Regions from separate parts of the Zea mays genome. Here region 1 is linked to region 2. A link is a contact called in public Hi-C data. All regions are on one chromosome and are shown on one strand. Each heading gives the region's core, a stretch centred on a gene start, on an enhancer-like site or on the middle of the called end of the contact. The rest is flanking DNA. Distances are from core to core; before and after follow the strand shown. Region 1 overlaps LOC103629094 (a long non-coding RNA gene). Region 2 has its middle 61 kb from the start of LOC103629090.

Region 1 (5,665 bases), core at 1,000-3,499, 210 kb before region 2:
CACCTAAATCCATGGTTTTTATTGCCTATAGTTGTTAATGCTTCTCTGGTTCTGCAGTAGTTGCCTGAAAACTAAAACTATATGCACACTTCTCTATTTTAGGCAGAAAGTTCTGGGGCTTTATGCTGTTCGTTGGAGACTTTACATGTGGACATAAGTGTATGTTGGATCAGAAATGTGATTTATTAGAGTTAAGAAAATTGATGTGTATGATATAGACTTTGAAGCTGGGACTAATGCTCGTTTACATCTTATTATTGTTGTCGTATGCTTGTGTGCTTAATTTGTTGTTTCTATAGATTAATGTGAGGTATAATCTTGTTTTTGGCTCTTCTGATGTTGTAGGTGTTGAGTGCAAGACATCACATGCAAGCTGGATTGTGTTAGACAAGTAATGGTCAACTACTAAATCAGTAGTTTCTTTAATACATCATGCATTATCTAATTGTTATTTTTTCTTATTAAATTGTATGTTGCTGCTGCTCAAGGATTTGAAGCATGAGAAGCGTTGTGGGGGAGAAGCTTCAGTGCAAAATTGTTGTTCTATAGGGATCAACATCCTCAAGATCACTTGGAAAACTTTCACGAAAAACTCGTAATGCAAGCATATGTTTTATTGGAAAAGTTTTCCAAGCTGAATTTCTGAAAGCCTCCTCACTGTTTTAGTTATGCTGAATTGGAATTTGCAACTAGGGGTTTCTCACGAGTAAATTTCTTAGCTAAAGGTGGATTTTGGTCTGTTCATCGACATGTCCTTTGTAATGATGGTGGTGTTTGTTAGCTACAAAATCATCAATCAAAGATTGTAATTATATTACATCACTGTTTTGTATCAATTTTTAAGCTGCCGTAGCAACGCACGGGCACCCTACTAGTAACAATTTACAAGGACAAATAACAAATCATAAAAGTAACAATTTACGTACTAGTTGGTGGTATAAGATTGTTGTCTGAAATTATCTAAAATTTCAAGCACGTGACATATTGGAAAAGTGATAAAAATAGTGAAATGTCCTTAATATCTTTCTCTAGTCCTTCCCTTTCTTTTCTTTTTCTTTATTTATTTCCGGTTATTATCTTCCTCGTCCCTTTTCCCTCCATCCACCCTCCTCTGCCTAGAGATGGCAATGGGTCCCATTCCCCGATTCCCCACGGAGAATTCACCTATTAGGGGACAGGGCATGGTAGGAAATTAATCCCCACGATGAATTAAATGGGGGCGGATCTTGTCACCGTCGGGTATGGCGGGGCCAGGGATGATTCACCGTCCCCCGTCCCCGTAGCCCCGACTGATTTCAACACCAGCAGCCCATCAAAACGAGGCCCAATATGAGAAATATAAAACCCAGCTGAGAAGTTCCAAACCCTAGTCCATAATATCTTTCGTAGCCGCCGCCCGCCTTCCGTTCCTCAGTCCCTCATCTTCTTTCCTTCGTATCCACCGCCCGGCGACCACACTAGGCCCCAGCCTCCTGCGCACTTCTGTCGCACGCCCAGACCCTGCCGTGTGCCGTCCCACCGCACACTTGTGCTGCACGCCGAAGACTGCCATGGCGCCGCGCAAGGTTTGGGTGGCGCTTCGACCGCGACCATCAGCGAATTCACAGATGATTTTTGCGTATCAATAACACTAGCTGTACAGCTTTGTCTTCCACGCCCACGAGCTCCAACCTAGCATCACGACAAGGAAGGGTGAGAAATAGAGTTTGGCTTGTGGTAGTGGCGTTGTACAGCTGTTGTGTTGAAAATAGCTTAGATTTGATTGCCTTGATTATTAAACTATGCTATACGGTGGTGATGTAACATTTGCGGACTTAGTTTTTTTATTCGACTTGTTTATTCCAACACACTTTTAGCTGATGATGTCGATTTTTCCTTGACGCGAAGCTGTTTACTGTGAAAATTTGCGGGGACAAATTCCCCGTATGAAACCCGTCGGGGACAGGGATGGGAAGGAAATGATCCCCGCGAGGCTTTACGGGGACGGGGGCGGGTATTTTTCTTCCCCACGGAGACGGAGATGGGGGAGTGTCCCCAGACGGGGAATTCCCCGTTGTCATCTCTACCTCTGCCTCAGACATTGTGCCCCTAGGGCAAATCTGATGTGTGGCTCCGTAGGGGCCTACCGAAACGAGGGGGAGTTGGGAGGATCTGATATTTCCCTCTTGCCTGCTGCTATATAGAGAGCGGAAAATTTGGTGCTTGGCCTGCGAAACTGGACCTCGAGTTGACATTTGGTTGGAGAAGCCATGGGGCTACTGATGGAGCTGGTGGTGAAGCTGGACCCTAACAGACAGGAGTTGTCGGGTCTTGTTATATTGGATTAGATGATATCACTATATCGCGAATGCCTAATGGTACGGTACCAAATGCTTCAAATGTTTAGTAACTGAATATTTAGTAATCAGGGCAGAAAAATAGCGCCCAGATTTTCATTGACTGGATATTCGTGAATCCGGACAGAGAACGTTGCCTACTCTTGTCTCTGTACGGACGTTTGGTTCATGAGTCACCCTATGCTTCTTCAGGTGAAGCATCGTGAGTCTATCCCATAAATTTTGGTCGAATCAATCCATTTCTCATGTATATACTAATTATTTGCTTCTTGAGGTGATGCATCGTGAGTTTATCCATTAAATTTTGGTAAAATCAATCAATTTCTCATGTATATATTAATTATTTGTTTGTGAGGAATGAGACGATGTTAGATCAACTCATTCTATTCCACAAACCAAATAAAAAAGTGAGGAGTGAGAAGAAGATGGACCACATCAACAAACACATTCAGGGTGTCAGTAATTTGATGGCAAAGCTTCGCTTCAGTTGCCCAATCGAGGGTTTTCTTTTTGAAATAATCAGGAGTTTATGCAACAATTAGGTAGCAAACCTTGGGAAAACACATATACAAGAGCAAGTGGGCTGCATCAGGCGCCCCAGGTTGAATCGACTTGTAACCTGGCCCATGATGTGTTGTTTAGTTACTATGACCTGAATTCTAATTAAAAAAACATAGCCTTGTGATTCTTTTCTTTTGATGCTCTGGGATTAAACATTGACCAAGTATTTAAACGTAACTGTTAAGAATAATAGTCGTGGTTGTTAGTGATTGACACAGGTATACCAGAATTATATGTAGGAATTCAGTGCATGGAAACTGGACCCCGATCTACCCACGTTTGAAAATTGAGATTCTAACATCCTACACTAAAGGTTTGTTTGGCACAGCTTCACCAACATCTTCACGAGCTGTTGTGACCTATTTTAGTCAAACACCCCTTTTCAAAATAGCTTTATGGGTGAAGCTGTTTTTATTCTCCTCTCCACTAGTACAGAAAAGCTTTACAGAGGCGGTTCATAACCCATTTTCACAGGTGTTTTTCAGCGCCGCCAGTGGGAGAGGCCAATGAAAATGGAAACTTTCCACTGGCGGTCAAATGAGAACCGTCTATGGAAATAGATTTCCATAGGCGGTTGTCTTAACACAACCGCCTGTAGAAATTTTCCCGCCTTTTTCCAAATTTTCAAATTATCCTGCCAGTGATTTCCAAACCCAGTTTTATATATACATCAATTATACATCAAAGTTTAATTAAACAAACATGCAATTTAAATATACCATACATTTATATACATCAATGTCTTGGGCTTGCAATCATAAAGTCACACGTATATACATCAAACATTATATACATCAATGTTTATAATCTCTGCTCTAATAACTATCTCGACTAAGGCTTAGGCTACTAATCTCTGTTAGCGGCCTAAACTCTGGCCTTGCTAACACGCTGGTAGCATCGCGATATTTGCCCTCGCATGGAATGACTTCTTTTAAGAGAAATGTGCACAGGTCCTCGACTATGTTGTATAGAGCATCTTCGGTCATGTTGATCACCTTTTCAATTTGCTGTAAATAAACATCATATATTTACACTTGATAATACATTTGCAACTTTAATGACAGAACTACATACATGACTATTACTTATATTACCTTATCAGGATTGCTGATGTATCGTTCGTTTTCTCGCATGAACTCGCACACGTAGAATCCACAGACAACCGATCCTTTTGGTTGCTTGTGGCACTATATAACGGAATAGGGGTTAATTAGCTGCAACACTGTCCTATGTATCGTACATGTATGATACGTATTCATGAATTTACATACTTATCAGCCAGTTATAAAATATTTCCAATGGTAGCCCCTTTTTTCGACGTGTCGTAACTTTCACCTTTATACTTATAAAACCTATATGCCCTATGATCTCGAATAGAATCACCATGTTATTCTCAAACTCTCATCGATAAAAGTAAGCATGCATACCTCAGCTTACCGCTCTAAGTGGACCAAGAATGTTGCATATGTTGAAGGCGCGTAATCTGCGGAGTCTAGAACCAGCACCTTTCCATCCCTGGTATAGATGATGAAGCAGATCCAGTGGTCCCTACGCGAATCAAATTTATGATGCATGTGTATTGAAATTATTAATTTTATGTACGCAAACTCGTGCTTACCCAAAGTTGTATGGTGCCACTATGAATTCCCTGTGTTGATACTCAAGCATGGCTTTTGCTATGTAGAAGGCGCATTTGGCTTCAAGATTTTTCTTCATCTCTTGTACACGCTTCTTAGCTTCATCAGGTGACTTCCCCTTTAATTCTTCGTGGTCCTAACCGATTCTGAATTTGTGCTCATTCTCGCATATTTTCATTGGGTTCAGAAATCCAGCCCTTCTACCAGCATTTGAACGAGGATCCGGACCGTAACGGATCTCCTGCTGATTATGTTGCATTCTGCAAGGCACACGTGCTTGTCAGATATTAAAATTAATACAACTGACTAATAATAACACATATATGTGTAAGTATGAATGGCACTTACAATGCAACCACCGTTACGAGTTGTACGTCGAGTCTCTAGAGGTTCATCATCAACCACATGTCCTCGAACGTAACAATGGCCATTTCACGTTCACCAATAAAAGCAGCTGGTGGGATAGATACGTTGATCGTGTCGATGCCAACCGATGATGCTCGCATGTACCAGCCATGCAACCTTTTTATACGCGCTGGCACCTTTTTCAGTTTATCCCAGCTTAGCAGAGGTCTGCCCGGCACATATGTCTTAGGGACATCTCGGTAGTCCTCCCTCGTTGGCTTCCTGATCATTTCGGTTCTAATCTCAGCCTTTTCCGCTGACTTCTCGTATTCAGCCAAGTCAACGATACGCGACGTGCGCGTCCGTGCTATTCCTGATAAAAACTTGGTCGTGCGAGCACTTTTTTGCTTCGTTGCTTGGATGGGGGAAACCAATTTTCGTACCCCAGCTCTCTTTTGTGGCTCACTTCTTGTTTGTTCAGTTTCTTTGGGCAGAGGGAAAGGAGGAAAATTGGATGGCGATGCTGGTGGCAGAGGGTTAGGTGGTGACGGTGGGTCTAGAGGAGGCAGGATCGGTGATGTCTCCTCAGTTAGTGGGATGGCTAGAGAGGAAGGTGGTGGGTCACTCAGCTGGACATCCCGTCGAGGCCAAAGAATGAAATTCTTGATTGCTTGTCCAAGTTTCTCAATCCCCTCGGGACCGGAGATCTCTAGCATGTCGTCCTCGTATCCTTGGACGACCTTCGACACTTCTCTACCCTACAGTAGTCTTCTAGAATGTCGTGAC
Region 2 (5,890 bases), core at 1,466-3,965:
GCCACGGGGATGTCAAGCTGCCTCTTCTGGCCATCACCAGAGTCTACCTGCGTGAACCTAGAGGATTTACACTTTGGATAGTACTTTGCTTCCGCGTATTCTTAACTAAATTGGACGTACCCCTTCGGACAAGCATGTATCTGCTCATACGGCATCTTGAATGCACAAAGGAGTTTCTGTGCCTTGTACATACTCTTTGGCAGAATGTGACTCTCTGGAAGCAGGCTACCAATAACTGTCAACATACATCGAAGGCGTCTCGACTCAGGCTATACTACGACTTTAACGCCATTATGCGTCCAATGGCATCTAGTTGAGAAACCTTTGTCTGTCCATGAAGGGGATTTTGTGCCGCGACAAACATGTCATAGAACGCCTTTGCGGTTGCCTCTGGCTCCTCCTCCGTACATCCTTCAGCGAACTGTGCCTCGTGATAGTCATTTAACATGTCTGCTACCCCGGCATCAGCATCATAATTTAACATGTCTGCTACCCCGGCATCAGCATCATAATTCTCGACGTGTGGTCTCACCACCTCCTCTCTCATACGATCGGCTTCACCATGGTAGACCCATCGGGTATAGTCTGCCATAAATCCATTCCTCCAAAGATGTTTCCTCATGACCTTCTTTGTTTGTCTTTTCCTATTTGCACATTTGCTGCAGGGACAGCAAATTTTACTCGCTCCTTTAGCCGCCTCGCCAAATGCCCATTCCAAGAAAGCATTGGTCTTGTCGATCCATTCATTGGTGACCTGACCCTGACTTGAGCGGCCCGTGTACATTCACTCACGGTCCTCCATCCTCTAACATATATAGCGGCGAGTAATATAAACATCAATTGCATCTACACGACGTTCCTACTATCTAATAGGTGAGGATAAGTCCTAATCTGACCCGAGAATCCATAGATGAGGTTAGTTTTCATGCTCTACTCCTATCTGAGATAGAATTTCGGTAGCACCTCCCTAATGTTCTCCAAATACACGTCCTGGCAGGGAGAGTGTGTATCCGGAGAATGACAGGGAGATGACGCCGTAACTCTATGTCGGATCGGAGCAGACCATGGAAACTAACCCCATCTACGTATCCGTCGGCTGTCAAAAAAAGTGGACAATTCAAAACAGATATGGTTATAGATATGCAAAGATCTGCATATTTCCAATCGTATCTCTTTCGAACGGGAGACGCCTAACTAGGTTACGTGATGTACGACCATGATACAGAAAGAGGGGTGATACCTAGGGTGGCGGTGGAGTCAGGCTAGCGGGGCCGTGGCAGGTCGGTGCAGTGGCAAGGCGACGTGGTGCAGGCAGACCCGCAGCGGTGAGGAGGAGGATCGGGGTCGGCGAGGTACTCTGGCTCGGCTCCGACGGGCTCTTCTCTGCAAAAAAAAAGAACATAAGACTATCAATACAAAATTTCGGCAGCACCTCCCCTGCACGGTGAGGTTTCCAAAACCTGCAAGAAAACCAACGGCACGATGGCTGACATGCACATATATATGAACGGCACGATGACCGACAACCACATATATATTTTTAATCCATGCAGAAGAATATATCCAAGTATTACCAAAGTTTACTACTACTACGACTAGTATGACTCCTACGACTGCCACCACTACTACCAGAACTACTACTTCTACTACCACTAGTACTACTGCTAGTACTAGTACCACTACGACTACGGTAGAGCATACCAAGTGGGCGTCGTAGGACGGCGGCGATGAAGGGGTCGGGGCGCCGGTGGACGGGGCGACGGCTCGAGAACCACCGGTGACGGGACAACGGTGGCCGGGGCGCCTCCTCCTCCTGCTCCTCCTTCTCCTCCTCCTCCTCCTTCGGTGGTCGAGGCGGTCAAAGGCGGTGTGGGGGCCCACGGGGGTGGCGCGAGGCGGGCGGCGCAGCGATGCCGGGTGCGCGCGTGTGTGTTGTGTGCGGGGGTGGCCGGGGGGAGCCTTATCCCCCCTGCTTTGCCGAGTGCCCACTATATTTTTTTTTGTTTTCAAAGTTTGCCGAGTGCCAGATCAGACGGCACTTGGCAACGTCGGTTTTCAAAAAAAATGAAAATTTTACTCTTTGTTATCTTTGTCAAGTGTCTTACCTAAACACTCGGCAAACTATTTTAATTTTTTTCCTTCTTACCCCTAAACTTTTTCTGCACTGCTCCTACAGTACCTAGAACTGCATGTTCAAATTTGACAAATTTTTCGATGTGTTTGCTATATTTAGTTAATTTATTTTATTTAATCGAATTTTTTTGGATAAGTCAAATTTGAACCGCAAGTCATTCGAATAATAGAAAAAATGAATAAAAAAATGATATTCATATTATTGAGTCTAATGCGAGGCCGCATCCAGTGACAGACCGCCAATTTCGAACATCTTCTTGACGAAACATGACCACAAACTTGCAGACGAATCCTTTTTAAATTCTATAAAAAGCAAACGAAGTGCGAAAATCCTGAAACTTGTCGAGATGTCATGATATCATATGTGGAGGCTGTCATAAAAAATTGAGAAAGTTTCGTGCAAGTTTGTCACGTACGATTCTATTGGACAAGACGGGTAGCATGACCGGCGATGCTTGCTGCTACAGTGCTACCAATCCTCTCTCGGGCACGGACGTGTTGAATGGATCGGTGTTGGCGCTCCTTCGGCCGTCCATTGACTTGTGTATTGGTGTGGCCCACAGAAGTCGACAAAACACAAGGACCAGAGGATTATCTTGGGCCTAATCGTGTGGCAACAGTCATTTTCGCTGGCTGGGCTGCCTAGACGGACCTGTAATTCTAGCGCTTTGGACTCGACGCCTCGTAGGCCAAATTCATATGCGGACCACGAAATTCCACTTTTGATGATGAGAAGGTGCAGATCATGAATTCTGATGGGCCTGAACGAAACGATGGGGTGATGGCACAGCAGCTCAGTGGCACGCTGCCATCACGGCGGTGCCTGTTGATATAATGTACCCAAATTCCCGCACACTACCCAGTCATCATACACAAAAACAAATTTTCGTTTGCAGGCAACCAGCTTTACTCGCTCAACAGTTGGGAGCACGCAAGTACAGCATGATCGTCCGTCATCGCCATGCATCACAACAAATAAACATACAATCCATTGTCTTATTTCGAAGGAATTAATTAAGGATGGAATGGGAAGGAAGAAAAGCACAAACACACAATCTATCAGCAGACAGGGATGACAAAACACACACACCCCTAGCGACCTGCAGTTTTGTTGATGATCTGGACGCCTTTCTTGGCTTCACATTCCCTATATTATTGACGCGTGTCTCCCGATCCCTGTTTGACAGATGGATCGATTCACAAACGTACTATCGAATGGTCAGTTATGTCATGTGTCTTTACTGAAAATTAGTTACGGATGCAGCATGCTCTCGATGGATTAAAAAAAAAATGAAGGCAGCCAAAAGAGACTTACCATGCATCTCAGCTGCGTTGCCGCTGGTACAGAGAACAGTGGCTTCATATTTCCTCACTCGAACGATATCTTGGGAATGTGCTGGATCATAGACCAATTTGTGTGTCCCACTTCTCTGCAAGTTTATTTGACTGAGCACTTCCCACCCACAGATATTGATTTTCTTAAGAGACTGGTGGGGCAGCGTCGGAAGAAGCTGAATATTATTGCAGAACCAAATTTCCAACGTCTGCAGCGCTCCATATTTTGGGGCAAGCTCTCCCAGTCACATTCTAAAAAGGTGAGCTCACGCAGACCAATGAAGAGTTGACTGTCTTCAGGAATAGTAGAGGCCAGCTGGCTGCAAAAAATAGAGTGCAAGTTTGTGCAGTTGCTTTGGCGTGTCTGGATGCCAGCAACTCAACATCCATCTACTAGGATACCTTGAACCCCTGTAGTTGTAGATACGGAGCTGTTGAAGATCCTTTGGGGGCCAAGGGCCCTCAAGTACCTCTGCTTCCACGTCTGGACCAAACCTCTTGCCCCTGCCCAAGTTCAGTAACAGTATTCTGAGTCGCTTCTTGTGTTTTAGGTCGGCTTCAAGAGCTTCCTCTTTGCTTCTGACATTGTCAAGCCCCTCTCTCTATCATCAGGCTGTGTCTCGAAGTTTGTTCATATGCATCAGCTGCTTCAACTCGTACCCTTGTCCCTCCACTTTGAACCTTGGCAGTGTTTGGAGTGACGTCACCTTGCCAATGTTGGGGGATGGGCCAAGACAGCCTCCCACAGATGTGTCGTAAACAGATTAGATTAGCCGCCATATCTTCAGGATAGGATGACTTGCAACCAATACCTATGACCTGTATACGGTAAAGCTTGCTAATTGTACTTGGTAAAACCAGATGGCGAGAATTGCAAGCAAAACAATGCGAACACTAAGGTTGATGTGTCTCTTGTGGTTCGGGTTGATGATGAGTGATTGTCAACGGGTAGCACTCTGGGGTAGTCAGTGGACTGACCAGAGTGTGAGATTATGCTTGTGCAACCATATCGGTCGGCTTGTGGTGTGCAGGTGTGGAGCACAGGGACGGTGGTCGACGGCTGAGGTGAAGGTCATACGGGCTCGTGCTGATGGACCGGAAGCGGTGAAGGGCGAGTGCTGGGTCTTGACTGACGGACCGGAGCAGCCGGGTGACTAGCCGTGGTGGCTGACACCTGGGACACGCACTCGCGCGAGGACGTGGTGGAGTAGACCGTGTTGCCGGCATGGTCCAGGACTGGCGGGACACGCGTCTGGTCGTGGAGATGCGCACGCGGTGTGGTACTCACGATGGGTTTGGTGGTTTGGGCCTCAAAACCACCCAGCGCTACGGATGGCGGGTTTGCTGAGTTTGGGCCTCAAAACTCGGCGGCGGCGGTTCCGGAGGGAACCGGTGGCGGCACGTGGCATGATCGCGGAGGGTGCGTCAAGGCGAAGCAACTCCGTGAGAAGGACGTGGCCGTCGGATCAATTATCCAGGAGTTGGTCCATTTCGCCCCCAGTGGAGTGGATAGGCTCTATGTAAATAGGGTTAGTTTAGGAAATAGAAATAACCCTCTATGGTCTATAAATAGAGGGGTAGGGCTGATTATTTCAGTATCTCTTGGCTGCCATTTGTTTTGGCTTAGGGTTTTAGTGCTCTCACATCTTCATCCCTAGACTGCTCTAGTTTAGCCAGGGATCCGCAGCGATTTTGTACTTCGACTGTGTTCTTGTGATCTGAAAGTTTAATCTGAGGAAGGGTCGCTGGTACGGCCCACAGCGTTTGTTTACATCTCCATCTCAGTTTTACATACTTGCTGAAATTTGGAGTTGTTTTGGTCACTTGTTCTTCCTTTCCCCCTCTCTTGTGTTTTTGGTGGAAAATCTTTGATTCTTTTGAGAGGATTTGGTTTGGGGATTGATTGGTGGTGAGTTGCACTTCTCGGATCACTACATACGCCCACTCGGTGCAGTTTTTCGTCGTGATTTGAGAAGAACTCAGTTTAAACTCGTTCTAGAAAACCCCAACAAAACCCCAATTTCTGGCTGTAATTTTAGATCTGCGGTTGACTCACAAGTCCGATTGAGTTCAAAATTTGTGGAGACCTTGGAAACATATTTGCTCAGATGTGTGCACAATTTCATCTCAATCGGAGTTCGTTTGGTTCAGTTTTGGATCCAAGAACAGAATTTCGTGCTGCTGAAAACAGCACTTGTTCGCGATACTGTTTTGGACCGATTCGGACTTTCTGGTGTCCGATTTGTGATCCGTTTGTTTTGCTGGTCTCATATGAGTATAAGAAACATTTTAAAATCATGAGATCACTGGTTCGTTGATGTGTTTTTGGTTTGAGCGCTTGCTTCATGTCAATTGAAGTGATGCGTTCATTTTCAGTGTTTGGAAGCAAAATTTGATTGGCTCCCATTCACCCCCCCCTCTG

What was found. Hi-C and Micro-C count contacts between places; a contact is called where the count stands out from the background.
Region 1: a contact with region 2 is called in a Hi-C map of leaf, with 3 times the contacts expected there. The contact joins two enhancer-like sites. A contact is called at or near these places in 2 of 25 Hi-C or Micro-C datasets (endosperm and leaf).

The regions. Positions count from the first base shown.
Region 1 is chr6:20,629,790-20,635,454 of Zm-B73-REFERENCE-NAM-5.0, reverse strand. It overlaps LOC103629094 (a long non-coding RNA gene), which reads left to right. Exons shown (of 7, transcript XR_002748612.1): 6 at 346-391; 7 at 489-817. Among protein-coding and RNA genes, the nearest start is that of LOC103629094, 4.5 kb to the left of the region's middle. Within about 2 kb of position 2,249, at least 13 of the 20 cell types and tissues checked have an H3K27ac peak or open chromatin away from gene starts, as enhancers often do. A contact at or near this core is called in leaf, where this site is marked.
Region 2 is chr6:20,420,301-20,426,190 of Zm-B73-REFERENCE-NAM-5.0, reverse strand. No RefSeq gene overlaps it. Among protein-coding and RNA genes, the nearest start is that of LOC103629090, 61 kb to the right of the region's middle. Within about 2 kb of position 2,715, at least 15 of the 20 cell types and tissues checked have an H3K27ac peak or open chromatin away from gene starts, as enhancers often do. A contact at or near this core is called in leaf, where this site is marked.